Regions from separate parts of the Danio rerio genome. Here regions 1, 2 and 3 are each linked to region 4. A link is a contact called in public HiChIP or PLAC-seq and Micro-C data. All regions are on one chromosome and are shown on one strand. The core of a region is the stretch at or near the end of the contact, and the rest is flanking DNA. Distances in the headings are between cores, read along the strand shown. Region 1 holds the start of ogt.2 (O-linked N-acetylglucosamine (GlcNAc) transferase, tandem duplicate 2). Region 2 holds the start of nkx1.2lb (NK1 transcription factor related 2-like,b). Region 3 holds the start of gcna (germ cell nuclear acidic peptidase). Region 4 holds the start of slbp (stem-loop histone mRNA binding protein).

Region 1 (7,418 bases), core at 126-2,625, 140 kb before region 4:
TTGAATGGGGACAAAAATGTAAACTGGAGAAGAGCATAATGTGATAAGAACATGTGAAGAACAAATTAAGTTATTTGTTGCAAAGTTGGTGAAAATTCAGAATTTAGAACAAACTTCCTTTCAAATCACAAGTTACTAAGTCACAACAGGTATTTCTAAAATTATATTTTGATACATTTATATTTATGCCCATACATATTCATTTTCCCTCTGATTAAACATACTTGGCTCCATTTTAAGCTACAGCATTTTGTGAAACATTTAATTTGTCCACCATCATGACTCATAAAACTATTATGTGCTGGCATAATTTTCAACAAAAATTAAAAAAAAAAAGTTTTTTTATTACTCTATTGTTATGATTTTATTACTACTCATGCTTAAGTCCTAACCTTTGTGACTTTCTGTTATTAAACAGAATATGTTTATGGGTTTGAACACAAAAGAAGATATTTTGCTAAATGTTGAATGCTGTAATCACTCAGTTCTACAGTAGGTTAATAAACAAATGCTACGGAAGACAATGCTCAAGGTTTTAAACAAGCAGATTTAATGATGACAAAACTTTCATATCCCTTTATAGGTGCAAAAACGTGGTTTTTAAACTTTTACTACAGAAAATTCTATTGTACATTCTCTGCATTTTACAAGGACACCTGACTTACCATTGTGACAACCTTAGCAAGTTTCTACTTTGTTGACACTAATGTCGTTAAAAACGGTTTATATCTGCCTTTAAAATTTGAATATGAATTGTAAACTTTCTGTTATCCTATTTAACACTGTCACTGTCAGAAATTACAATATTAAGTGACAAATAAACCATTCTTTAAATAAAAAATTAAATAAATCTAAAGGTGGTTATACCATCGTCACTACAGCGCTGAATATGTGGACTCAAACATTAGCTTATGTCTTGTTTACCTGTGCTGTCAGCCGCGTTTCCCACCGAGCTCGCCATCTCTCCTTCACTCTTTACTGGATCCTGTGCAACGGTTGACAGTGTATCGATTTAGGATATGTAAAATATAAAGGTCTCAAGTTTGTTATATTTAGTTATTTTTAACTAGATTTGTATAATATTGCAAGAAACGCTAAAATTGCATTTTAAACAGCGGGTGGTCATCGTGCAGCTACAGAGGTGACGCTAAAAGACAATACATTAAACATTTAGTCTAAACTGCTGATAAAAGGCGAGTTTGTGTTCAGTATTTTTACCATTGCGGTATTTTGAGCAAAACAAGGCTTTTCAGTTTCCAGCGAAATGGCGGATGTAACCGGGGGAAGCAGCCTTTTCCTTCTGAACGTTTGTTCCTTGTACGCAAACAAACTAAACGTCTTGCGTAGTTGCCCAGTTATCATACGTATCTTTGAATGGAAAAACGCATGACGGTCATAGTTAACGTACGCTATACCGGTTTCTACGGCAAGTCAAATGGTTCAAAATACAGTCTCGTTTCTCCCAGAAACTCGAAAATAGCTCTAAAGAGATATTTGGAATCAGGGTCTCTAGGAAAAACTTATTCATTTTTCGGGAGACACATTATTCTAATTTCAAAACCCAAGGATAAAAGAGCATTAAATAATCTTCGACCTATCACACTTCTTAATACAGATTACAAAATATTATCAGGGGTAATTGCTGCTAGATTAAAGGTCGGTCTTCCTCAAATAATTAGCGAAACTCAATCAGGATTCTTAAAAGGTAGATCTATTCAAAACAATGTTAGGCTTGTTCTGGACATGCTAGAATGCAATAATTTTATTGAAGAAGAGGATTTTTTTAAGCATTTCATAAAGTAGAACACCAGTTTCTTTTTCAAACCCCAAAGTTTTTTGGTTTTGTTTTTCAAATTTGATAAATATCATTAAAATGCTTTACAAGGACATAGTTCAGTTGCTAATAAACAAAAAGGTGAACAGAGGAATAAGTCAAGTATGTGGAAGCTCTCTATTATTCATTTTGGTTGAAGAACTATTAGCAATTCTTGTAAAAAAAAAAAAAAAAAAAGAAACAAAGAAAATATTGCAGGGATTAAATTTAAGGAACACAATTTTTAGTTTATTAATTTAGTTCATTAATTAGTCAGCTAACTGATGATACGACTCTTTTTTTTAAAAGACCATACACAAATCCCCTTAGCTCTTAAGCTAGTTGAATGTTTTTCTAAAGCCTCAAGTTTACAATTCAATTACATCAAAATGTGAATTGATGGCCATCCACGAGAACCCTTTGACCTCATTTTATAACATCTCCGTTAAAAATAACTAAAATATTTTATTATTATTATTATTATTATTATTGTTGTTATAATTACGTTTCCCAGCGATGGGGCACCCACTGTGTAAAAACGTGCTGGATAAGATGGCGGTTCATTCCACTGTGGCGACCCTGGATTAATAAAGGGACAAGAACAAGAAGTCGACAAGAAAATGAAAGTATTTCTAGATTAATTTATGCATGCTTTGCATTATCCATTTTATCCAAAAAGTTAAAATAAATAAATAAAATGAATTATGATTTCATTTTGAGTAAATAGTATCATTATATTAGGAAAGATGACATTATTAAGGAATATAGTGAAGGTGGATTAAAGGCTATAGATTTTGATATTATGAATGGAGTACTTAAACTTAAATGGCAGCAAACATTTATAAAAAATGAGGATTCTTATTGGTTTATAATCCCTTCTTATTTGTTTAAAAAACTAGGAGGTATAAAGCTTTGTTTATAATGTGACTTTGAATTATCTAAAATTTCACTGAAACTTTCCAATTTTCATAAGCAGGTTTTGTATTGGAAAATGCTGTACAAACATAACTTTAGTCCTCATAATGTGTCATTATGGAACAATCGCTGTATTTTAACGCAACGTAAATCTTTTTTTTTTTTTTTTTTGGAGGACTGGTGGCAAAATGGTATTTGGTCAGCACTGCATATTTTGCATAAGAATGGTTGTTTTGATAGTTGCAATTAGCTTGGTACTATCTTTAAATTTATTGTGTTAAAAAAGATTATTTAAAAGTATTAGATGTATTCCCTTACCATTAATTAATATATTAAAAGAGATACTCCACTGTCACACCAAAAATTCTGGATAATAAAGTAGGTAAGCTAAATTTTATTGACAAGAAATGTACAAATACGTTTATTAGAAAGTGTCTTATACAGGAATACTAGCTGGTCCTATTAAAAGAAATTATATTTTCCAAACTTTTAATAAGAATTTAGTTTTAAAAACTCGAAAATACAAAGAAGTACATTTTAAAATTATCTATGATATTTTCCCTGCAAAGGAGTTTCTGAGAAAAAGATTTAAACGTGAAATGTATTGTTTGTCAATTTTGCAATAGTGATATTGAAACTGTTGAACATCTATTTCTACATTGTTATTTGGTTAATTCTTTCTGGTCTAATGTGAACAACCGGATAAAATAATACATTTCAAGGTTTCCTTCTATTTGTTGGGACATTGTGAAATTTGGAGTACATTTGGACAGCAAAAATGATGACTTAACTGTAAATTGTTTACACATTTTACTTAAATTCTTCATTCACAAATGTAGAATTTTGAAAACAGCTCCTCAACTGATTGTGCTTAAAAAGGAGTTTGCCACAAATGCCACCTAGAAGCTTTAAAAATAATGAAGGGTGAGAAGGCTAAACAATTGTATGATTTGTTTCTAGAATATGGTTTTATTTAACCCCTTACAGAGTTTCTGTTTAAAGTCTGCACGGGTTACTCTTTTTTGTACATTGTATTCATTTTTGTCTAATTTTAGGGTTTGTATTTGATTCACTGTATATCTGACATGTCTCAGTCAGTTTGTGCAAGATTATTTTTGAACTGAGTTTGGACAAAATTTTTTTGTTTTTGAAAGGCAAAAAAAAAAAAAAAAAAAAAAACAGGGCCCTATTATACACCCGCCGCAGTGGGGCGCAAGACGCGGCGCAATAGCCTTTTAGTTTCTGCTTGGTGCAAGAGTCATTTTGAGGCGTTGCGCTATGCTGTTTAAATAGCAAATGCATTAGCGCTCATTTGTGCGCCCATAGGCGTTCTGGTCTAAAAAGGAAGGCGTTCTGAGGCGGACCGCTGGCGCAATGCTATTTTGAGAAACTATAATAGGTTTTTCATTAGACCAAAACTAACCCGGTCTAAACTCCGGCGCAGAGTTGCACCTCGCTTACGCACTGCTTAATACGCACAAGAGAGCAATAGGCAAATATCTTTACATATGAAAAAATTTTAATATTAAGGATATATATAGGATATTATAAGAATAGATATAGGATATAAATATAAAGGATTAAAATATTACAAAACATATTATTTTCTAGCCTATATAAATATGAAAAACCACTGCTTTTATGTCTTCTTCATCTCAGGAGGCTTTTTCAGGTCATTCATAACAATTTGCTTTTGTATAATGTTATCATTATTAACAGTATTATTTAATATATCCATATTTATTTTTTTTTATTAAAAACAAGCTTAGATTTGCCCACCTGTCAGGTTTGAGATCATTCGGGGCATGGCAGGTATATTTGGAAATAACTTAGTATTTTGACCACACTTATCATTATTGTTCATTTATTTGTTTGCTAGAAATTAGAACTGAATTTAGAAATAGTTTTGAAACAAATCTTTGCACTTAACAAACGAAATTAATTATTTATAGGCTAATTGATGTCTGTGCATAAAGGTTTCCCGATCCAAGAGCGAAAGTGAAAAGTAGATCATTTATCTCTCATTCTCAGGCAGTAGATGCTCTGTTTCAACAGTTTTCTGTTAAAAAAACTGTCAACTGTGAACTGTTTGCTTGTGAAATGCTCATTTTTTCCACTTAGACTTACTTTGCGTCCTGTAAATAGCGAATGCGTTATTGGCGCGACGCAGCTGGGTCTTAAAAGGAATGGGAGATGAGACTCTAATTGGTTTATTCTCAAAACACACCTATAACTCATTAAGAAAATAAACTCAACCCTTTTAGACCATGCGCCTTGGCGCAAGGCAGATTTCCCGTCCTTAAATTAGTAAAAACGCGTCTTGACATGCCCTGAAAGCGTTTGCGCCCTGCGTTTTGCGCTCTGCGCATGGACCGTCAAAATAGAGCCCTTAGGCTATCTTCTGGGACCCTTCTGGGTCCGTGAACCATCCGTTTATTTGATTATTCCTTTTATTCTGGAAAACAAAACATCAGAAAAACAGTAAATATTTTGTTTTTCTGTTTATTCTGTAGGCATAAAAAACAAAAACTCATCTGTTATTCTGCTTATTAGCATAAAATAGAATATAAAAATAACAGCCTCTTCTGTTATCAATTAGGTTTTTATAAATATGCAAATGAATGAGAAGTTCTGAAAGCTATAGACCAATTGCCATGTTTGTAAATATTCAGGATGCGCGCACAGGGAGGTGGCAAAAAAAAAAAAAAAAAAAAAGGGAGCACTAGCATTTACAGTGAATGACATCCGATGCGGTACAGAGTTTGTTGTTATCTTACAAATAAGATATATTGATTACATAGTATACATATTATTTACATATATGCTTTCAGCATATTATAACAGCTTGTCACCCAGTGATAAGCACAGTGATTCTACTAAATTAACATTGAAGTGAGCGGCGTTCATCTGACAGATTCATTTGCAAAAGACAAAATGGTTCCAAGTGATTTTACAAGAGAGAAGTTAAAGTCCTACAAGTCTTTGGATGCCAACAATGTTGTTCTGTGTGGTCATGTGCAAGAAATAATGCTCCATGATTACCAGATTCAACACTATGTAGTGCTTAAACCAGAGGTTCTGCCTAGCCAAAGACAAGAAGACGGAACTTTACAAGGCCTGGGTAATTAATCATCAACAAGCAAAACAACTGCATTCTGACATGAACTACACCTGTACGGCAGGGTATGTGAACCCACACATAGAGGTAAAGTTGGTTTTATATTTGCATATTCAGACTTTCTCCTTAATAATATAATTGCATAAAGTGAAGTTTATTTATAAACTAATTTCGAGAGGAGCACTTATGATTAATAGCACCTGGTCCACATTAGCTAGCACTGATTTACCAATCAGCCATCTTCGTCTTGAAGAAGCAGCTTCACTATAGCTAGCTCCGTTAAAGGACCAACCATAAACCAGCATGGACAACCAAAGCAACAGCAACAGCAGCAGCAATAACAACAACAACTCCGAGAGCCCCGCTCTCCTGGGAAACCAAGTTCAATCCAGCCCCGCCAGGCTCCCTCGCCGAATTCGAGGCTCCGATAAGAGGCAGAAGAATAATTCGGTCAACTTCCTCCCGATTACTCACCCATCAAGGATCCCCTTTTCCTTCTGCATCCAGACAACACATCACTTCACCCGATTCATCATACTTACCATACCAGAACATCGGAAACTCCTAGCTGACACCGGAATCACCACCCCCTGTACCCTCCATAAACAACAACTACTAGACTTGTACCACTCAGTAGTCAAGGAAACCCCTCTCCTACGTCAACACCACGATGAAATCCCTGGAGCAGCAGTACACGTCACGCCCCCTACCCACAGCCTTCACTTGCTCAACCAAGAAAAAACGCAAAAAAGAAAGGATCTAAAAGAAACTACGCCCCCAGCCGCACGTCACCAGGACCGAACCAGCAAGAAACTCAGACATTCATTCACCCTTCCAGCTCTCAACTACAGGACTTCCAACCGGAAATAGATCTTCCAAGTGGCCACCAGCACCTCCTTCTAACCTTACTTTAAGCCCACCCCTTCCTGCTACTCTAACTCTCCCACAAACTCAAAATGCCTCTCTTCCTCCTAACCCCCTAACCCAAACCCAGTCTTTTCATCCTAACCCCTTAGCCCAAACCCAGTCTTTTCCTCCTAACCCACCCCTAGTCTCTACTTCCATCTCTACTGGTCCTCCTCCTCCTCCAGCTAATGATCCCTCTTCTTTTCCTCCCCCTCCATTCCTCCCTGCACTCTCTAGCATAGATCCTTCCCAGTATCCTGCACCCGTTTCCGGGGCACGCCCCTTATACACACTTTGCACAGCTTCACCCCTGTCTACCCAGCCCCAACGCACTGGCTTTGGAACCTCTCTCAGTCTCCAGTTCAACAAGAGAACACATCCTCTCAGGTGCTGACGTGGACCTCTTCACTCTCCTTTCACCCATTACACCTCCCTCGGCAGAACGACAGGTAGATTGCGGCAAATTCTCCATCACACTAAAACCACCCCCAAGCACACAATCACAAACTTTATCTGTAGCAGAATTCAACATAGCTTTTTCTTGTTTCACTGAAACCATCTGTTCAGTATTCCCCCATAAGAGGTGCGAGCTGAACTGTTACAGGGCTATCATCTTGGAGCCCACGCTTTCTTATGGGGGAACTCATTTCGATACATATCACAACC
Region 2 (7,030 bases), core at 1,227-3,726, 220 kb after region 4:
ATTATTCAAAAATGATTACTTGGATTTTTTTTTAAGTTAAGTGGCTGTAAGCCATTTATTTGGCCTGAATTTGAACAAACAAATTAAGTTAAACATTACTAAAATTGAATTTGTTTGTTTAAATTCAACACAAATTGTTTGCAAAAATTTTGCAGAAATTTTTTTCAGTGTATTTCACTGTATGTCAATATATGTTAATTGACAACATAAAGCATATAGAAGTCAGAATTATTGTTTATTTATTGTTTATTTCTTTCCCCAATTTCTGTTTAACGAAGAGGACATTTAGAACACATTTCTAAACATAATAGTTTTAAGTCACCACTAATAACTGATTTGTTTTATTTTTGCCATGATGACAGTAAAATAATATTTTACTAGATACATTTTAAGACACTTCTATACAGCTTAAAGTGACTTTTAAAGGCTTAACTGGGTTAATTAGGTTAACTAGGCAGGTTAGGGTAATTAGGCAAGTTATTGTATAACAATGGTTTGTTCTGTAGACTATCAAAAAATATATAGCTTAAAGGGGCTAATATTTTGACCTTAAAATGTTTTTGTTTTAAATTAAAAACTGCTTTTATTCTAACCGAAATAAAACAAATAAGACTTTCTCCAGAAGAAAAAAAATATTTTCAGACATACTGTGAAAAATTCCTTGCTCTGTTAAACATCATTTGGGAAATACTTAAAAGAAAGAAAAAATTAAATGGGCTTCAACTGTAAATAAGAACTATACTGTGTTAGATAAACAATCAAGCTCTCAACAGTTCTAGATTTCTCAACTCAGGATCTGTGATTGAACATTATGGTTATTATTCTATTATTATTATTATTATTAGGTCTATTTTTTCTTTTATTGTTTATGCAATAAAATATTTTGTTTGTGTTTTTTTTTAGCTTGGTCACTTGATCTGGAATGTAACTGATTCATGCTTAACTAGTCACAAAAGTGTATGTTAATGCAGAAAGCCTTGAGAGGCTGTTGTTATTAACTTGTCAATAATGAATATGTTATTGTCAATGATTTTCTCACATGATGTAGTGAAGCTGCGAGGAAGTCGGTTTGTATGTTGCAGACCGAGGGTGTCTGTGAATAGGACAATTTACATGCAAATGATCTGCATAATATGATTAAATTGCCAAAATCATCCAGAGGGCTATGCTGGGAGGATTTTCTAATTACAACAGCAATTTTCATAATCAGCTGACAAAACAGCCTGACTGATGAATTGTGTTTCATGGACAGACAAATCTCAGAACATAATCAAAGTCTGTTGTAAACAGTACATTATTTAATCAGCTTGGTAAAACTCGATGATCCTCTTTAAAGGAGAATGTGCAAATTTAAGCTACACATGAGAAACACTCATGGGAAAGCCTATTATAAATCTATTATTTGGCCCTCGATAGATCAGATTAAAAGTTGAATGTCATGGCCTGTGATACTGTAGGCTCTTTGTTGAGGCTAATATCGGGACTCCCATGGGTCTCCTCATGATGTGTTAATCATGTTTATCCTTAGCTGATTGTTTTAGACATTATTTTGTGCAACTTTTTATTTCTTGCTTCTAAAGGATCATTGCTTTTGGTAATTGTGAAGAACTGACCTTGTTTGTGTCATACAAAAGAAAAAAGAAAAAAAATATTTTTCCACACTCCTGTGGAGATTTTCACCTCTAGGTTTTTGCACTCAAAGTTGTATAGTTAATAATTGTAATGCCATTTTGGTTTAACACGGTATCCGAGGTTTCATTTATTCTTGGGGTGATAATTGTAAACTGGGATTTGAATGTTTTTCAAACTTTATTTTAAGTTACAATTCTTGCTATTAACAAACTCTTAATGTTCTGTTTATTGATAGTAATTAGCAGTTAGGTTAAGGTAGGATTAAGGAATATGATCATATAGTACTAAAAACAGCTATATCTTAATAATAGGCAGGTAATAAGCCACTATTAATTGTGAGATTTGATATTTAAGTGATTCTGGATAATTTTTTTTTATATTAACAATTAGTTTGTATTTATGTTCTAAACACCCCAAGGCTGCTTTGAAGTGGGCCATTTTCTCATTAATTTCTCTGGAAACAATGATTATCCTAACCTTAAGCTAGAGCTGAGACGGGCGGGAGAAAGTAAGGAAAAATAAGGCTATTTAGTGTGTTTCCAGTCCAGTGCTCTGCCGTTGACAGCTGTGTATATCAGGGGCCACATCATCGCTCACTCTCCTCTGGAGCTCCTCACACCCGCAGACAGAGATAATAGGCTATTAGAGGCATGGGATTAATTTGTAGCCAATTACCACTCACAGTGGAATATGAATGCATAAATAAGCCAGGGCTTGTGTCTAAGTTTTGGAGCCGATCGGAGCAGTGTGAAGGGGAGGAGAGCCGGCTGGGCGCGCGCGCGTGTGTGTGCGTGTAACATAAACACCGGGGTGTCCTGAGGGGGACGGTTCAAACCCAAAAAGGACCTGAGCAGGAGGACATCAGCATCACTGTCCAGAGACCGGCTGGATCAACTCCTGAACAACCTCCAAGTAGCAGTAGACCGCACTTATTTGATATCCTTTCTTCAGCATGTCTCCTGTTGAGTAAAAAACGGCGAGAGAAAGCAGAAATCTGACCCTCTGGAGAGCTATGAACCGGGAGAAGGTGCAGGTCGGCGACTCCGTCGCGCCTGCCGGGGCCGGTGTGATAGTGGTCGCCCCGCAGGACGGCATGGACGACAAGCGCCTCGCTGCTGGAGAACTGCCGGTGTTTAACTGTGTAGGAGGGAGAGACGCTTTACCGGCGGAAAGCCGAGAAACCTCACCGAGACACGAGCCGGTTCCCGCGGGCGCGCCGCCTACCGTCCACCGGACCACCTCATTCTCGGTTCTGGACATTTTGGACCCCAATAAATTTACTAGTAAGAGGCAAACGCCTAACAGGACAGGTTGTGAATTCGCGTTTGGTGCAGAAAATAGAAGTGATGACTCAAATCACACGATCGAGCACAAGTCTTATCAAGAGGACTATGACTGTAAAAAAACATCAGGGATTTTAAGTAAGTAACCTCGCTATCTTCTGACTTGTATCTAGCCTATATTATGTTCAAAATTATCGTTAACATCACATCAATAAATGAAACGAACATTATTTTGTAAAGACCTACATTTTAAAATGTTTGAAAATTTAGTTAATAGTTACATTTTGAAAGAGTTACATTTTTAAATTAAAATGTTCTTGCATACTTGACTGACTAAATGCAAAAAAATAAATAAATAAATAAAAATGAAATACCTTTGTATCTCACTTTTTGCTCGAATCAATGTCACGTAAAATTAAGCAGGCCTAAAAAATTTGTTTATATATGTGTAATGTTGGCCTATAATCATAAGATATTTAAAAAGTAGCTTATAACCAGTCTATTGTATGATACTGCTTGAAACATCATATCAAATGAGCATTTTCAGACCTGTTTGGTAAATGTTTTTTGTAATAGAATAAAAGTTTTCAGAACTACATTGTTTCTGTATTTTAAATTAACACAAATGGGCCTGGGCAGTCCATTTTAACTTTAAAGAGCTATAAAGAAAGATTTCAACCAAGATTATTTTTAGAAGGAACGAAATTAATCATTCAAATCCATGTAATACACATTTTAAGTCTGTTTTGACTAAGTCGATGCTTGAAAAAAAGCTGTAATTCGTTAAGATTATAAAAAAAACAACACTTTTTTCTTTTTTAAATGTAATTAAAAAAACTTTTAAATTTTATGTGTGAATGATTTTCATGTAAACTGCATTATAACAAATCTTAAGATTTTGTTTAGAGTTTCAAGTTGTGTTCCGGGCACCATTTTTGTTTATTAATTAATTTATTTTTTGAGTAATGATCGATATTTCTCTAAATAAATATAATAGGTTTTAATCTTGTAATTATCCGATTTTTGTCCCTATAATTTAGATGTTGAAGAAGGAGAGTTTGCAAGCTGCCTGAAAGAGATATACTCATTTCTATAATAGGATATCGACCAGTCTGGAGCAGATCCTCCACATTATCAGCGTCTTTACGCAGCAACTTGCGTTAAATTAAGCGCAATCGAATTGCCTTTAATTGTTTTTTCTTTAGATATGTTAGAGCTCTGTCTCGAGTCTAAATGGTGAAAATAGCAAGCACTGACTTCGTGGGCATCATCTTATCTATTGTGCCTGTATTTGCAAGGACAAATATGTGTCAACCCCTATGATTGATTGGAGGCTGAGCGCGAAAGCAATTTTCAATAAACAGTAATTGTAGGCTGCAATAATTTGATAAGGTTTGTGCTGTTTTTAACAGCCGCTTTAAATGGATGAGTAAATTGAGAGTTATCGATTAGACGGCCATGCTGTGATTTAAGATGTCAAGACGAATTGACACGCCAAAGGAAGTGTCATCTATTCAGTCGTCACTTCATAAAGAGAGGGAAAAGAGCGGACAGAACAGAAATATTACTTCAATTTAATGTGTAAAAATGTTGTCGTGTGTGGATATATTTTTTTAGATTTAAACTTTTTTTAGACCTATATATAAAAATACTTCAACATATTAAGCGAATAAAACTAAAGCTGTTTAAGCATCTGTAGCTATAGGCTATCTGTTAAATGTAAACAGCCTAAATTATTTCTGTGATAACCAATCAACAAATCTATGGTTTTCTTTTAATTCAAAATAATAGTTATAAAAAACAATAATGATTAGAAATGGAACTAGAACAAAACGAATGTATGATAACAAGAAACGAAATTTGCTGAAATATTTTCCCCTTTTCCCTTTTCATTAAATCTGTTTAAAACCTGTTGGTGACAGTAAACAAATATAAGTGTGTGGTATTAATTCACCTGTGCTTAAGAGTCATTTGTTGACGGCGGTCTATTGTGTTTCTACAGAGGATGGGTTCGTGTTCCGGTCAGATGAATGTGAGTCTGATTTCACCCGAGGGAATCAATCGGACAGTGAACTCCAGGAGGACCTATGCAGCGAAGAGAGCAGCGCCCTTACTGGAAACAACGATGCCGAGTTCGGACAACACGAGGATGACGACTCGATAAGCAAAAGTCCAGACGGACAGCAGACACAGCAGTCCTCGTCAAACGGACAGAATCACCAGGTGAAACCCAAACGGAAGCGCTCCGGGTCAGACTCAAAGTCTGGCAAACCCAGAAGAGCCCGGACTGCGTTCACGTACGAGCAGCTGGTGGCTTTGGAGAACAAGTTCAAGTCGACGCGGTACCTGTCCGTGTGCGAACGTCTCAACTTGGCGCTGTCCTTGAGCTTGACGGAGACTCAGGTGAAAATATGGTTTCAGAACCGCCGGACCAAGTGGAAGAAACAGAACCCGGGCGCGGACACGAGCGCGCCGACCAGCGGAGGTGGAGGCGGGAACGGACCGAGCAACGGGCTCGGCGGGCTGAGTCCCCTGAGCCCTTCTCCTCCTATGAGCGGCCATCTGTCCATGCACACCAGCTATCCGGGTCACACGCCCGGTGGACTTGTCTGCACCACGCAGTTACCATTTCTGCCGGGTCACGCGGTACTGTCACCCTTCATGCTGGGCTCACAGACTTACGGGGCGCCCACATTTTACGCGCCGCACTTATAAGAACAGAACTACGGGCAGGGTGGAGAAGTGTCTGGTCAAACCCGGGACAGAAACATTTTTAACTTGAAGCACTACGTCGACACACACCTGCAAAGACATTTGATAGGTTTGTCTCTGGAAAAGCGAAATGTATTTCAACCTTGCTGCACTGTGGCAAACCCAGAATTAAGTTTACGAATCATTCGGCAATACGTGCTAATAATTAGATTTGATTTCGATTTGATAAAATGTGAATATCTCTTGGTCAAACTGTAAATATTCAGTTATTATGAAGTGTTTAGACATTAACTTTGAATGCAAATGTAGTAGGGAATAAAATGGTATGTATTGAAGCAATGAATGAGAAAATTATTGGACTAATTTCGTGTACAAACATATAGGCCTAAAGAAAAGTTTATCTTGATTTTTTTTTACTGTGGGCCATATATTTATTTCTAAAGTTGCATAGACTATGCTTTTATTTAATTGTTTGTCTCACAATTAAAGGGTTGAAATAAAATGACAGGTAACAAAGATCAGTTGTCATCAGTTCCGTTGGCCAGGCTTTATGACAGAAATTCAGTGAACAGTATAAGGCTGATGTACTTGACCTTGCACCAAATATAGCCTAGTATTAAATCTGAATTTTATTCGTTAAATTTCGTTTTAAGGAATCACGAACAGGTGTTTTGGTCGTTTCTGTGTAGTAGAAAGTTTTTTTTTTACTAATTTGATACTCTCATATGTAAAGTCTGGTGAAATGACAAATAGTAGCTCATGGTTAATTCAGTAAAAAGTAAAAATATACATATATCCGCTGGATATCCTGTAAAAAATTATAGCCTACATTTATCCCTGTTGTTGTTTTAATAATTATTAATTCTTTTTCGTTTTTAAAAGTATTTTCGATAAACTAGCCGCTGTAATTGTAGTTAGGTGTAGAGATCTGGAGCGCTAATGAGACACAATTTCCTCTTTCAATCGATTTATTGATTTTATAGTTAACTATCAATAACAAGAACTTCAGAAAGGCATTTTAAAAGCACTAAAAAGTACGAAAATATCTGGATTGCATTTTTCATGTCATTGTTCGTTAAAAATTTTGAACAAAGCTGTAATATATTTATCTAATGTATTTGCAATTTGTGTGTTAGTGAAAGTCATCAAGACTAAATGTTTTAACACGGAATTAAATCGGTTAAAAATAATACGTCGATTAGCGCATGATTCTTAAGACTGAAATGTGGAGTTTGGGGCCACATTTGCTTGAATTCCAGCCTTTCCTATGAGGAAATTTTCAATAAATATTTTTTATATTTCGCTTCCTTAGTATTGTAATTACATGAACTATGACATTCACACCTTACATTTATTTAATACAAGATATTCATCAGGAAACATGTTAGTGATTGCAAATGTAT
Region 3 (7,971 bases), core at 1,404-3,903, 160 kb before region 4:
ATATTACTTAAAGGAAATTAGTTTACAATTATATCCTCTGTCTAAGAACCAGAACTGGCGAGGATGTGTCCGTGAGCAGACGACTCTGTCCAGCATACAGACTCTAAGCGGCTTTGGGTAAACGATGAACCATTAACTGAAAATAAGGATTTATTAGGGTACTCAATCTAAATTAGACCAAATCACAACCTATAAGGTAATCCGCTTGAATTGGATGAATGTAAATTTAAATAATTATAAATTTGAATCAGATTAAATTTGGAGCTGGAAACAAATCAAAATACATTTTAACAAGTAGAAATATTTCTTTTCACATGTGCTGAAAAGGCTTACATGCATTTAACCTTCACTCGTACTGTTAGTTCTGTCATAGATGGACCCTTTTACGTGCTGTTAAGGTATGAAGCACTTCTCATTCTAAAGTCACTTACAAACCACTTATTTAATAGTGAACATCAAAATAACAGCAGTAATGTAATGTGATGTACTTTCATTATTTTTTAACAAAAATGTTTAGGATTTTTTAAATACAGACCCTTACTTTTTGATAAATTCAGTTTAAATATTTAAACAAAAAAAAATTGACAAAATTATCAAGAACCGGCACCTAAAAATGATATCCTTGCAGCAAAAGTGTATAAGCACGCATTTTATGAATAAATAAATAGATAAAACTTGTAAATAAAGTTCCCTAAAGTTTGTATAACGGCTAATAAAATGTATGATATAATAGCTAGATTATAAAGTGTGTTCCCACAATTCTCACCTTGGTTTCTGAGCAGATGAAGCAGACTGTTTAAATGTAGATTTTGGAGTAGCCTTTGAAGCAAGAACTGAAAAATGAAAAAGAAATATTTATTATTATAATATTTATTATTACAAAGTCATATAGCAGGAGTCCATGTATGGACATAAAAAGATTCACAAACCAAACATACACTTCTCAAAGTCTTCATCATCTGAAGTCAACAGTATGTGTTCCTCTTGAGACCGGTTCTCTTTTCCTGAGGAGTTGTCAGAGTCGGACAGCTCCAGTCTCTGTGCTGGACCTGTGCTTGAATCAGAACTGGCCAAAGCTGGACGTCTGGTCTTCTTCAGGCTCTTCCTTAACTGAAAGAGACGTTTAAGGGACAAGTTGTGATGAGATGTCATGAGATGGGTTGTTATGCAATTACAGTGTATGTTAATTAGAAGTACTACACCTTCTCCTCAGCGTCATCAAGACCACCATCTCTGTCCCATCCCAGCTTTGTGGAGACTCTCTGAAATAGTGATAAAGTACCAGGATCCATCGTTGCTTCGGAAAACTACCGATCCTAAGCAATTCACATAAATAAAGCCATGGAACAATGTGATCAAATTGTTTGATTTAAACTAGATTAATAACATTTAATCAACAAGTATGTTTTATAATCAATATTTAAGTATGTATTTTGTTTACGGGCTGCTTGATATTGGTTAACAATTGACATTACGTTTTTTTTTTTTTTTTTTTTTTTGCGATATAGAGTATAATTTAACTACTTGAAAAGAATAGCTTATTTGAAAAGAATTCAAATTATGTTGAATGGATCTGCATAAAATATAATCAACCAATCACAAGTACTGTTAAATACTGCAGAGCAGTGATACAAATGAAATAAACAGTATTTTACAGTTGTCTGAAAGTCTAGCAGTATTCAGGTAAACAAATTGAATAAACAAATGTAGAATAGCATCGTATAGTCTTTATCTAATATATGCATAAAAACTATTAATATTACTTCAACATGCTACATATTTTATAATGTCTTTCTTGTGCCTGTATATTTTAAACTGGCTTTGAAATTATTACAGTCATTGGTCTTAAAAACAAAAGAAAACGATAAACTTGTTTATGTGCACATTACGATATCGATGCTGAAACTATGTATTGTACAGCCCTAATTTAACCTTAGGTTGACTGTATACACATTTACGTCAAATATTGAGGTAAAGTTGTTTTTAAATTTGCACATTCAGTTTTACATTAATAATATAATTTCAGAAAAATATGCTTTGCAAATTTAAATAAGAAACTCATATTATCAGCTAATGACTACCAAGAAACAACATTGTTTACAGTGCTGATAAATATTAAATAGCGCTGTTTGCGATAAGTTTACTTGCATGCGACTTCAGAATGAAAATGTAGCGTGGTTGACAATATAGAAACCATGCCATGTTGTCCCTGCTCAAGAATGAACAAATTTGCGAGTATAAAAACAACTTTACCTCAATAACTGTAGGTAACGTTACTGACCAATGACTGACACGCAGCAACTAGACGTCCATTCCTCATGAGGATGTAACGTTATATATCTCTAAAATCAAATAATAAATACACATGCCTAATAAAAACAATTAATGGACTATTCTAATCTAACACATTCTATGCATTACAAGTGTCTGCGACATCTATGGTACTTCTCTAAACAATTGGCCATGTGACAAACGCAAAAGACAACTAACGGAAAGATGTCTTCAACTCATATACCTGATTTGCTCGTTCAAAGTAACGTTACCTCTTTAACAATGTTGGCGTATCGCGCCCGACATCAAAATAGCCAGAGCTTTAAACCATCAGCGAGTAAACTACGATGTGTGTGGATGGAAAACAACGTTCAAATTTTGCCAACCGGAATTTGTCATGTGAAGACAGAAAAACTTCCGGTCTCAGCAGCGCTGCTCGAGTGATCAGGCAGAAATCGCAATAAGTCCATATCAAAATTAGATTTATCTACACGATTAGTCCTTAAGTTCAACGAATTTGTCTTTAAATGCATAGACAGACACACGTATATATAAATTATACAAAATAATCAAAAGACATGGCTTTATGCAAAATTATATAAAGCAATGTGAATAAGAAACAATATATTTTAAATAAAAAAAGTGTTGTGTATGACTCAATTAACTAGAAATGACTCCTTGTGGAGTTTTCTTTTCTACTTATCATTATAACATTTTTCCTATTTACATACCTTTGTAGTGTATGCAAACATTATTTGAAGCATCACTTTCAAAAGGCTATATTTACTTTACTTTGAACACAACCGTAGAAATCTGAATGAGCTGGGGAACTACTGGTTTGGGGAAAAGTGCCCAAAATCCCTAGCAATGCAACATTGTCAAGGTTTATTAACCATATATTCATTTTACAGGACACAATCATTATGTTATATATATATATATATATATATATATATATATATATATATATATATATATATATATATATATATATATATATATATATATATATATATATATACTGGCAACTTTTCTTGACAGCAAAATAGACAACAATAACCATTTAGCATATTAGTAACAATGTCATATTGGATTAGCTCATAAAATGAAAGGAATGTTTAAAAAAAAAAACACTGCAATATATGCAAATCTTCAAGGTTTCATCATCTCTTTATTTTAGTTTACGTAAAGAGCCTTGAATGGACACCAACAGAGCAAACAAATCAAGAATATCTTATCAGAAAGACAGTGTACAAAACCAGAACATACTTACCTAGACCTTTCCTAGTAAAATCATTTTTAAAAAAATAAAAAAGGAAAAAGAAGTCAAGTGTCAATAAAAGAGCAGTTTGCAGGCCTTTTGTCAGTGTACAAAGTCCCTCCACTGTACAGCTTGTTCACACAGGCACATTTCCAAATGAAAGATGTTGTTTCTATTTTTGATAGCATCCAGACCAAAACGTGATCCGAAGTATGCATCCCAGATGATGTTTAAGTCATGATGACAGCTAAAATAGGTCAAGCACATAAGTTAAATAAAAGACCGAATCTGTGCCAATATTCTCTTTAAATAGAGGAAAGATCCAGAAAACAAACAATAATACAAAATCAGTGGAGTCATACAACACAGAGAGAGTTTTCTGATGGGAAAGAGGTCTGAGTCTTTGTGCACCCCGCTGTCCAGTACGACGGGATGGATGGCTCATGCAATGGAAATTTTAGGTCAGGTGCTCTCGCTGGTCTCCAGAGACTGCATTTTGACCAGGTGGTCAGGTTTGCCTCCGCTAGCGTGATTCTCCCACATCTGCAGGTAAAGTTTCTCCAGGTTCACGGTGTACTGTTTGGTGTTGAAGAGAGGGCTGCAGATCCGCTGCTTCCAGACGCGGGCACGCACCTTCTTCAGGCTGTGCAGAATGAACAACATGTTTCATAGTGTACTTTACAAACCTTTTAGAGGGGAAATGACAAAAGGAACTTACAATTCCATATCAGTGCCAAGCTTTACTGCAATGTCTTCATACTCCTGACGGCTCCGGGCGATGAGTTCAGGACAGCCAAGACAGGTGAGCTGAGATGCAGCAACACATGAAGCCAACGTCTCTCCTGCAGAACACAGTGTGAATGGATAAACTTCAGTTTCTTGAAGAAATTGTCAAATGTTTGCTTGTGCATAAGTCACGCAGTGAAGTGGCTGATTTAACTTTTTCCAATTAACATTGTATATTTTATACTATACAAGTGCTACCAGATTTTTCAAATTGCTTGTTTAGATTGCATGTGTGCCATAAATATTCTTACACTGCCAAGTTTCACTGAATTGTGAAATTCACTGAATTGAATAAGGCAATAGCCTTCTTGGCTGAAATAAAATGACTATTTTCTCCAACAAGGCAAGCTGAGTTACACAGACCAAAATAAAGACAATGCATTCTGTGTCGGAGAAAAACTGACTGTAGATAAACAAGTATGTTTACTTAGCATGTTTCTTGAATACCTGGTATTTTTACGCTTTAGAAGTGTCAAAATCTTACATAAAACACATTTAATGATTAGGTTATGCACTCTGATCCCTGGCTAACATGCTACAAGTGTCCAATAGTTGGTACCCTAAACCATAAAGTTTATTCCGCACTGATAGAATACATACAGCTTGTGCAGTGACATCAGTGACATGCAGTCTAAACCAGTGGTTCTCAAAAAGGGTAATCAAAAGGCCCATCTGGATTCATTTTGTGACCTGCTTTATCTTGAAGAATAATGTATATATATATATATATATATATTTTTTTTTTTGTTATAATTTAAAGTACTGCAAATATTAAGCTTTAAGTTTGGATCATTTAAATGCAGTTGATATTTCCAAAAGAAAAGTGCACCAGCATGGCCACTTTTAATTTTGAATAAGCCCTCCTGGGTGCTTTGTATACACCCTGAAATAGGGCTGGACGATATTGGAAAAATCTAATATTGCAAGATTTTTTTATTATGTGATACACATTGTGATATGAATACAAGATGAGTTGAGTTGAGTAAATTTTTTGGTACCCAGAGGTACCAAACTCTTTTTGCAGCAAAGGTGAAAAACTATTTGGAAAGAATTGATAATTTTAGATTTATCGGCTGGGCCGATAAATGATATACTGTAATATCGAATCGCAATAAAATTTATGTCGATAACAATGATAAGCTTCGGACTTTTTTTATTCTGTATTGATTTAAGAGCCAATCACACAGCATAAATGTGCAACAATAGGAATCTAAAAGTGTGTTGATGTTAGATATGTACCAAATTTCCAGCCACCAAAAAGTTATTGGCTGAATATTTGTTATGCCATTTAATGGACCCTTCTAATTTTTGTGGCTTCAGTTATTGTTGGGAAACTCTTTTAAATGTGGAAGCACTTATATCATTCAATTTGAAAAACAGTTATTGAGATTGCATTTTTGCCATATCGCCCAGCCCTAATTGGGATGATTCTGTATAGAATATAGTAAACTATTTACAAGCATAAATAACAAATACAATAAACAAAAAAAAGTACAAATTAAATAAACAGCATTTTATTGTTTTCCAGAGGAGTCGAGCTGTATTCAGGTATACTGTATTCAAATAATAAAATAATACTGCATCGTCTTCATTTTATAAACTATTCCATAAAATTAATCGTTGTTAAGTTGTTATGTTAAAAACGGTACAATTTATTATGCCTGAATGCTTTCAAAACCCTCACACAGTCGCCTCAAAAAATACTTGCCAAATCATCAATTATAAGCCAGACTTGACTTTGCATATACTCGCGATGACCACCCTGAATATAAAGAAAAGATAATGTAATAGTTTGTGTTATATGCCTGCAGGTTAAGTAAAAGTACACCTAATCTACTTGGTAAAGTACGATTCTTGAGAAAAACTATTTCAGCATTTGTAAACTGTTACTTTACAGTACACTTTGAAAGGTTGTGTTAAATTATTTAAGTACACTTGGTTGCTAGAATTATATTATAGTGTTTTTGTATGATCCAAGCTTGTATTACCTGGCATTGTAACCATGGGGGTTCCAGCCCAGAGCACGTCCATGCCTGTGGTGTGGCCATTACAAAGCGGGGTGTCCAGGCACACATCAGCCAACTGTCCACGTCGTACATGCTCCTCTTTGGGAGCCACAGGAGAGAAGATGATGCGAGAGGCAGGCAGGCCCAGATTCTGAGCGTACTGCTGGATATTGGGCTCACCCACGGCTGGGAAGCGCAGCAGCCAGATCACACTGTTGGGCACACGCTTCAGGATCTGGTAATCAACAATGAGCACAGTGAGTAGAGCTGCTGCAGAATCAGTTTTACAATAAGCACATGCTGTTTAGTTAAGTTAATCCACTGTAAAATGTTACTCAATTTTGATTTACACAAAAAACTATACTCACAAATAATATAACTATATTAGAGGGAAAATATGTATATATAACAGAAAAATTGTTGAATTTTACATTGGCCCACATCTGCAGGGTTGGAGGGTCAATCTTATAGAGCTGGTTGAAGTTGCAATAGACAATTGAATCATCAGGAAGCCCATATTGTGAGCGGGTGGTCACCACAATTGTTTTAAGAACTTCTTCTCCTGTTGCTGCTTTATTGTTAATCTAAAGAAAAAAGTAAAAACACAGATGTTACTTGTTTAGGTTCTGAAACAATCATGAGGTGCAGTGATGGGATCCTGCCAATTTCCCGTCTTCGTATTAGTCTAACATATAAAACAATTGAGAGATTTTAGATGACTTCAGCTCGCACCATTAATTAGGGGGTCATGCACAGGACATGCTTTACATCTTAAAATGGTATTCTACACATTGCTAAGGAACGTGAAAAGATGCTGAATAGAGTGGCGGAACTATGATGTCAATTTGTATGCAAAAACCTGGAAACGAGCTGGCATTATAGCAGTTTCAGTTCTCTTGTCCCAAAGTCAATAGGTTTTTTGAATGGGATTACGATTAAATCGCTTAAATAAGGTTCGTGGCTAACACAAACTCAAGACACTTTCACATTTTATTCTACGACATAACACATCAGTTACAATCCACTCTTGATTTTTAAAAATCTTTTATGCTTTTTTAAAAAGACGGTTGCTATCATGTTGCTAAATAGGACTACCGGCAATGTCGGAGACATTATACGTCAGCAAGATGAACTCACTGGAATGCAGCTCGCTTGCATTGGGCAGTTGGATTTGTCTCATTAAAGTATTTTTATAAATAATATTTTAATTAATAATTTTTAATTGGGAATTTATATTGTGTGTAGATAATGCCTTTACTTGTTACTTTGTTGATAATTTATTTTAATAAAACAATTTTATGAAGATACTGTTTACCAGTGTAGCCAGTCTGTTTCCTGCTCTCAGTAATGCAAATGTGCGAATAAATTCGTAAAAATACATAAATATTTTCATTTTATTTATCATATTAACATGATCAATTGATTTTTTTCCATAGTGTGTTTTTTTCTTTATGTGAACACATTTAATTCTATCTTAACTGCAATATTTACACTCCTTTTTAAAATGTATAGCATATGTGACTGTATGGGCTCCTTTTCACTGTACTTGTGGTGTGCTGTGACAAAAAAGAATATTGAATGTCGTTCTCTACCCATGAAGGAACTTGCAGGCATTTGATAGACCTGTTAATCACACCTCATCCAGGC
Region 4 (7,125 bases), core at 976-3,475:
AACTGTAGCAATGAGGTCACAATACTGTGCAGCTTTTAGCAACATTAAAAAAATTTCAAGCAGCACTGTACCATAACTAGAAAAGTGGGTTAAGTGTGTACTGCAACATTAAGCATCGGTATAAGCAGTAATTTTTCAAAATTAAAAGCTAGATATTTGCGTCTGTCATCTAATGCCAAGCATTCCAAATATAAGAATAATATTCAACATGTAAAAAGCTAATTTTTTGTACACAATGTCTACATTTATTTTGTTTCATATATGTATCTACATATTAATTTATTTTTCACATTCATATTTTTACTTTTCTTGGTCTCTAACCTACTGAAAAATCCCCCAAAAATTTTGGTATTTATGCTATTAAATATTCAGACTATTTGATTTTTTTTTTATTTGAATATTATGTGCATGTCTGTGTTTTTCACAATCAGGACTAAAAGTCAATGAATTGATTTTTTTTTATTTGAATATTATGTGCATGTCTGGGTTTTTCACAATCAGGACTAAAAGTCAATAAATAAATGACTGGCACTCATATGGCAAAATAAAAAAGACAGTTGTTAACGTTGTCCTGTTCCCCAGTTCTGGTAAAAGACTAGAAACATCCATGTTATAAGTCCTGCAATCTTTTTTAGTCCACCTCATAGTAAAGTGTGTTTGGTTGTACTTTTTAAACTTGAAGTGTATTATGTGCAGTGTATATTGCTGTAGCTGTAAGACCTTTAGTTCAGTGGGTCTCCGTGTTTTTTTTTAAATGGTACATTTCTGCCTCCTACTGGATAGGAGTGTGTAACGCATAATAGTTGGAAAGTAAACCATGAATGGGAGATGATGGATGATAAATAAATAATTAAGATAAAGTTTTATTTACACAAGAGTCTTGAATTATATTGATAAATCCTGTTATCCTGATAAATTCCAAATAAAGGATGAGTAAACTGACAGAATAATTGGTTTTGTATGAGTTTAAAAGTTTTAAGGAATAATGCGTTGCTTATCTTAATGCACTCAAATAATGATCTAATATTCACATTTATTTGTATTGACATATAGGTTTATAGGGTCCATTTTAAAAAGCTGGTTCACTCAAATGTGAAAATGAGCTCCTTCTTCCTTGTGTGCGTGTGTTTGAGTCCTTTGAATTTCTCTCTTCTGAAGAATGCTGGTTGCTGGGATGCATTGACTTCAATTGTAGAAAAAATGGGAGTCAATGGGTCGCGGCAACCAGCATTTTCTCAAATGTTTTCTTTTATGTTTAACTGAAAAAACTCGAATCGAGTTTGAGCAATTAAATGGCGAGTCACGTTAAATGGGAAAAAAACGTTTCACTGATGTATTCAGTAGCCCCTGTTATTTTTGAATATGTTGCACTTACAGGTTGTATAACATTTATTAAGTTCCTAAAATTAGCACATACATCACACAACGTGACTGGTTGAACTGTCCCTTTAAGGTGATTCATTTTTCTTAAAATCCGAAGGGAATTAAGGTTTAAACAAACGGTAATGGTATTTTTCTTGTTTGAAAGAAAGAAAAATTACTGGTGTTTTTGCCACATTAAACCGAAACACATCGACGACGGGAAATTACCTCGGAAGTATTAAAAGGCTATGCATTAATATTTTTCTCTCTTGTTTTGTCGTGACCACGACTAAATTATTGTGAGCCCGAGCAGTTAGGCTATTTTCTCCCTGATCACAAGGCCGGTGCAGACTCACTGGTCAGACATTGGTCAGATAATAATAGTAATAATAATAATAATAATAATAATAATAATAAATATATAAAAGCAAACAAAAAAAACGTGATTACGACATGTTTGTCATAACGTTTTATGTCGAGATCACGAGATAATTAAGTCATCACGAAAAAACAAGAGAGAAAAAATATTTTAATCCATGGCCTCTTGGGGCTTCCTTACATGACTTACTTTTTCTCTTTATTTCTTAATACATGAAAAAATTATTTTTGTGGACCCAGGTCTTTCGTCTGTTTGTATTCCCGCCACGGCGTTCTAAAACGGAAAAAGAAGTTACGCGCTAAACTCGACATGTGATCTATAAACCATAGACCGACCTCAAAGAGCTTAGAATCACCTGATTCTAAGGTCTTTGCAGATTTTAACGAACGGGTACACATGATTTGTGGATCGGCGTATGTGGGTGGATCAAGTTGTGAGATACGTCACTAACACCGCCCCTTAAGTGTCATGTGACATCGATGTTGACGTACACTGCAGGACATTGGCGCGGTTTAATCCAAACCCGGCAGCTGATCGTACGTGCAGGTTCAATTTTACACCCTCTCGAAGCAATGTCTGAACAACAAAAATACAAATACGAAAACGATTACAAATCTAGTGAAGACAGGTAAGAATTTTAAACTATATTTAGTGGTGTGTGCAGTTGTTTTTGTCTTTTCGTGTTTTTTGGCTTTGTGGCTCCGATGTTTGCTAGCATAGCAAGACAACAAAGTATTGTGTTCCTGCTGTACTTCACTATTTTGTCTGTTTTTGGACTATAAAACATTCTTTTTACTTTCATTTGTAACTTCTTCTACTATTTTAGGTCATTAGTTCTTGCAAAATCTCGACTCTTTTATGCAGATAATGAATGAGGTGTGAAGATCTCCCGCCAGTCTTCTGTGTTGTGTTCAGAGTGTAAATGAGAGTTGGCGCCATACGAGCATTACCTCTGGATTCCCTAAATCAGCATTACTTATTTTAGTTTTACTAAAAGTTGTTGTTTTTATTATTTGCAGTGAGTTGTGTGTTGACTGCAGGTTATTTTGTGGCGCCATGGAAACAAAGGTTTCTTCGAGTAGTGATTTAGCTCATTGTGTACGTTAACTGTTAGTTATTAGGAAGTCGCGGTTTTCCGTCGCCATCTCCTTTAACGTTAAGTGTGTAACGAAGTAGATTTGTTTGTAATTATACATAAGCATATTTGGAATATTAACAAGTGATGATGACTTGTGTTGTAAATTGCATTTCTTACTGAAAATGTATTAACCCAAATTTTGATTCGTAATATGCTTTGCTAAGCTCTGTATAAACAACTTTAAATGTGCATTTTATCAGTTCTGTGATAAATTTTTTTTGTAACTCTGCGATTCTAGATTTTTAAATAGTTGTATCTCCACCAAATGTTTATTAATTATATCCATGTGTTTATTGCTTTAGCATTTCGTGTTCATGTTATGTGCAACATTCACTTTTTCACTTTTTTTTTTTCAAATGTATATATATTTTGTGTTAAAGGAACAAAGGAGCTTCAAGGTGGTCACAGTGTAGGAAACGTGGAGCAGATGGTATTCTGAGGAAGTCTCATGCTGATGAAGAGCCAGGCAAAGATCAAAGATGTTCGAAGAGATCAGAAAGGTAACATTTTGCATTGACTTTACAACATACCAATTTCTCAAGAGAGTCAACTGGAGTAGTTTTGTTAGGTTGTGGTTGACATTTTGATTTATTAGATGCATCAAATCTGACCTCTTTGATGAATTTCATTACATTTTAAACTGAGATACAAATGATAGTCGGTTTATTTTCTTATTACTGAACAATTGTGTCTTTTTTTGTGCAGTTTTACAACCCCAGAGAGTGAAGGACCAGTGTCCAGAATAAAAAACTGGGGCGATGAGGTGGAGGAACAGGAAATGCGCACAAATGTCCGGCGTGATTTTCATCGGTCAGTTGCCTCTCTTGAATTAAAAAAAAAATTCTTGCCAAAGTAAATTTTACATTAACAACAATTACAGTATTTTATGTTGCAAATATACAGGTGTACATGGCACTGATAAATCCTTCATTTTATTTATTATTTTTCAGTTACAGAAGGAGGATTCTTGCGAGTGATTTCCCTCAAAGAGACAGAAAAATCTCATCTGGAAGGTTTGTGTTTTAATCAGGGTCGCATTTAGACTTATTCCCCTAAAAGGTGCTCTTATTTGTCCACGTCAAACCATTTTTTTGTTTGTTTCTGCAAAATATTAGCTAACAAACTTTTCCCTTTAAATCTGAGACCCCAGCACTAACTGTGAAATCAATTTAAAAACGTTACAATATATTTCATTGAAAGGATTCTAATCCAAAAATAAATAACTTACTGAGTTTAAAGTTTTATCTTTGGAAGAAACATTTTTATTAGTTTTCAATGTGTGACTAGTGTTCATTTATTATAAATCAGTAGCGATGGCCCGATCAGGTTTTTTGAGTTACTTAATTTTAAGTATCTGGCGATTAACGAAAACCGATCCGATACTTCTATAATAAATAAAAATAAAAGAAGAGCAAAGAAACCGATCCAGGACTTTGCCTGCTTTTAACCATTTTTGCTTCAGAGATGCTATTGATGTCATGCTGCATGCGTTGCTGTTGCTGTGTGAAGTCGCACAGAAAACTGTTCTAGACATGATGCTTCAGGGATAGTTGGAAAGATGTTAATTTAATGTAGGGCTAGTTGAGAAAACAAAAACACTAAATGCTTTTAAGATATAATACATCAGACAAGGGACACAGGCTTAGAAAACATGATTAAATGAACACTACTACTGTCCCAGCATAATATACAAGTAATAACAATTGTAATAAATGTGGTGCTATCAAAACACTATTCTTATTGTTTGAGCATTTTGTTCACCTCAATTTGGACAACCCAATGTGTGAATTTGGGGTGGGTCTACCTGTTTAAGCGTATAATAGCAAATAAAAGTTCAATCTAGAAGTAAGTTTTACAGCAATTTTGACTTGAGTTGTAATCAAGCTTTTCTTGTTCTCCCAGTTCAGACTCCAGAGACTCTAGGGATTCGAAAGAGTCGCCTGCTAAAGGTGACATCGAGACCGATGAGACCACCCTCATCAGAAGACAGAAGCAGATAAATTACGGGAAAAATACTCTTGCGTACGACAGATACATTAAAGAAGTTCCAAAGTGAGTTAAACCATGCTTTTTTTTTTTTTTTAACGAATGTGTCATGCTACCCAGATCTTTTTTCTGCAATTATTTTTTGTACAGCATCAGAACCTTAAAATATAACTCCTCTTTCAGGCATTTGAGACAACCAGGTGTTCATCCAAAGACTCCAAACAAGTTCAAGAAGTACAGCAGACGCTCCTGGGACCAGCAGATTAAATTGTGGCGGGTCAAACTTCATGCATGGGACCCTCCTGCAGAAGAGGGAAGCGACTTTCAGCAAATGTAAGCTTTATTTCCAAAAACACAAAAAAGCTAATAAAATAGGCTTAAATGGGACCTATTATGTCGCTTTTTACAGGATGTTAAATAAGTCTCTAATGTCCTTAGAACAGGGGTGGGCAAACTCGGTCCAGGGGGGCCAGTGTCCTGCATAGTTTAGCTCCAATTCTAATCAAAAACACCTGAACGTGCCAATCAGTGTCTTCATGATCACTAGAAATCTATAAGCAGGTGTGTTTGATTAGAGTTGGAGCTAAACTGTGCAGGACACCAGCCCTCCAGGACCGAGTTTCCCCACCCCTGCTTTAAAGTGTGTAAGTGAAGTTTCTACTCGAAATACAACACAGATATTTTTTATAACCCTTTGAAACTGCTCCTTTTAGGCTTTGATCCAAATTGTGCTTTAAATTCAAATGAGATTGTGCTATTCAAAAGAGGGCGGAGCTATAAGCACCAGCAGCAGATTCAAAACACTAATGACAAAAGGCTGCTTTTCACTCAGGGCTGAATACGCTTATGAGGAAGAGATCTTCTCTAATGGGCAAGACTTCCCCCTTCTGATGGCGTTTACTAAGCGAGAATGTCCATCAAAGTGTTTTTGCAGACTTGTGATTTCTAAAAAAAGAATTAATACATTTTTACCATTAGAGGCTGGCTATATTCACACCACTGTGTTTAAACCACATATAAAAGTGATTTTTACATAATAGGTCCCAATTAAGAAAAACATTTACACATCAGCACAGTGTTAACACTTTTTAAAATTTTTATTGCTACAGTTTTTTTTCTGTTTCTTTAACTCCTTTGTTTGTAACAGAGAGGAGATCGACCTTGGTGAAATTATGGACTTTGAGTTGGATGTGGAAACGACAGAGAATACTGAATCCCAATGCTCATCAAGCAATGGAGCAGCACAGTCTTTACAAGAGGTGATGTTTTTGGCAGACATTATTTATCCAACCATGGTTTTAAACTGGTATTTTTGGACATTACAGTTGTTAACATTCTTATATCATGTGTTACAGGACGCGTTCATGGAAACACCGAAAAAGATGATGAAAATTGAGGATTCCGACATGTCTTGAGCAGCTACACTGAGTGTCTATGAGAGTATTACTGAGCAGCTGAACTGTTTTAATGCACTGTTTGTTTTGAGCATCATTGTTTCCAACAGGTTCTGATGTTTTTGTGATGACAGGTTTTGACAGCTTCTTAAAGAGAAGGTTTTGTCATCATCACTGAATTCACCGTTCTCCACTTTTCTTTTTCGGGTCTTTGGAAGAAAATGTAAATGTGTAAATTTTTGGAATTGTTTAATTTTTATTGTGGAAATCTGTTTAGTGCTTGGTAAACATTCTCTTGTATTTATCAATTTGTTGAATCTCTGATTACAGCAAATATCATATTTTGTAGTTTGTGATTTTAAATGTTCTTTTAGTTCATTTCTTTTTTTTTAATTAAAAACCTTTTGAAAATAAATATTAAATTGGAATGACCAAATAATGGTTGTTGTTGTTCATTTCACTCTTCATTTATTTTTATTTGCTTTCTCTGGATCTCTTAGATGATGCAAAATCCCTCTCATTGCAGCCAGTGTTAGGCGTAATGCATTACAAGTATTGCGAGTTACGCAAGATTTCTAATTAACGAGTAAAGTAGTGCATTATTTTAAGAATATCTGAGTTACTTTTTAAATGTAATGCGAGTTACATTTTAGTTTAGTTTATTTGCTTTTAAAAAATAAATTGCTGAATTTAAATCAATGGAGTCCCTTTGAATCATGCCCTCAATGAGACTGCAGGAGCACAAAAGAAAGTTGGGAGTAACTCTATTCTAATGCATTACTTTCTAAAGTAACATTCCTCAACACTGACTACAGCGACCTGTAGGATTCTATTCAAATTATTTTAATAACGAATAGTTAAAACAT

The links. A called contact is a pair of places that touch in the nucleus more often than the background predicts. HiChIP or PLAC-seq counts read pairs in DNA pulled down with a chosen protein or histone mark.
Region 1: a Micro-C map of caudal fin shows a contact between it and region 4, with 2.9 times the contacts expected there. The contact joins the promoter of ogt.2 here to the promoter of slbp in region 4. A contact is called at or near these places in 1 of 18 Hi-C or Micro-C datasets (caudal fin) and 3 of 4 datasets of contacts at active chromatin or transcription factors (caudal fin, embryo and gastrula embryo).
Region 2: an H3K4me3 HiChIP or PLAC-seq map of gastrula embryo shows a contact between it and region 4, with 4 times the contacts expected there. The contact joins the promoter of nkx1.2lb here to the promoter of slbp in region 4. A contact is called at or near these places in 2 of 18 Hi-C or Micro-C datasets (embryo and fibroblasts) and 1 of 4 datasets of contacts at active chromatin or transcription factors (gastrula embryo).
Region 3: a contact with region 4 is called in an H3K4me3 HiChIP or PLAC-seq map of gastrula embryo, with 2.6 times the contacts expected there. The contact joins the promoter of gcna here to the promoter of slbp in region 4. A contact is called at or near these places in 3 of 4 datasets of contacts at active chromatin or transcription factors (caudal fin, embryo and gastrula embryo).

What each region holds. Positions count from the first base shown.
Region 1 is chr14:16,982,821-16,990,238 of GRCz12tu, forward strand. It overlaps ogt.2 (O-linked N-acetylglucosamine (GlcNAc) transferase, tandem duplicate 2), which reads right to left and starts at 1,376. Exons shown (of 23, transcript NM_001386799.1): 1 at 1,219-1,376; 2 at 925-985. The coding sequence starts at 961.
Region 2 is chr14:17,342,238-17,349,267 of GRCz12tu, forward strand. nkx1.2lb (NK1 transcription factor related 2-like,b) reads left to right here and starts at 2,477. Exons shown (of 2, transcript NM_213548.1): 1 at 2,477-3,053; 2 at 4,918-6,138. The coding sequence starts at 2,645. The coding sequence ends at 5,630. All of the region lies in intron 7 of LOC101882685 (a long non-coding RNA gene), which reads right to left.
Region 3 is chr14:16,962,745-16,970,715 of GRCz12tu, forward strand. gcna (germ cell nuclear acidic peptidase) reads right to left here and starts at 2,654. Exons shown (of 13, transcript NM_001013573.1): 1 at 2,544-2,654; 2 at 1,203-1,316; 3 at 939-1,110; 4 at 767-833. The coding sequence starts at 1,292. ogt.2 (O-linked N-acetylglucosamine (GlcNAc) transferase, tandem duplicate 2) reads right to left here. Exons shown (of 23, transcript NM_001386799.1): 20 at 6,756-6,908; 21 at 6,307-6,559; 22 at 4,251-4,374; 23 at 3,428-4,175. The coding sequence ends at 3,995.
Region 4 is chr14:17,118,184-17,125,308 of GRCz12tu, forward strand. It overlaps slbp (stem-loop histone mRNA binding protein), which reads left to right and starts at 2,226. Exons shown (of 7, transcript NM_001256194.1): 1 at 2,226-2,369; 2 at 3,260-3,379; 3 at 3,830-3,892; 4 at 4,782-4,931; 5 at 5,049-5,198; 6 at 6,013-6,124; 7 at 6,221-6,701. The coding sequence starts at 2,314. The coding sequence ends at 6,280. The region is part of intron 7 of LOC101882685 (a long non-coding RNA gene); the gene reads right to left.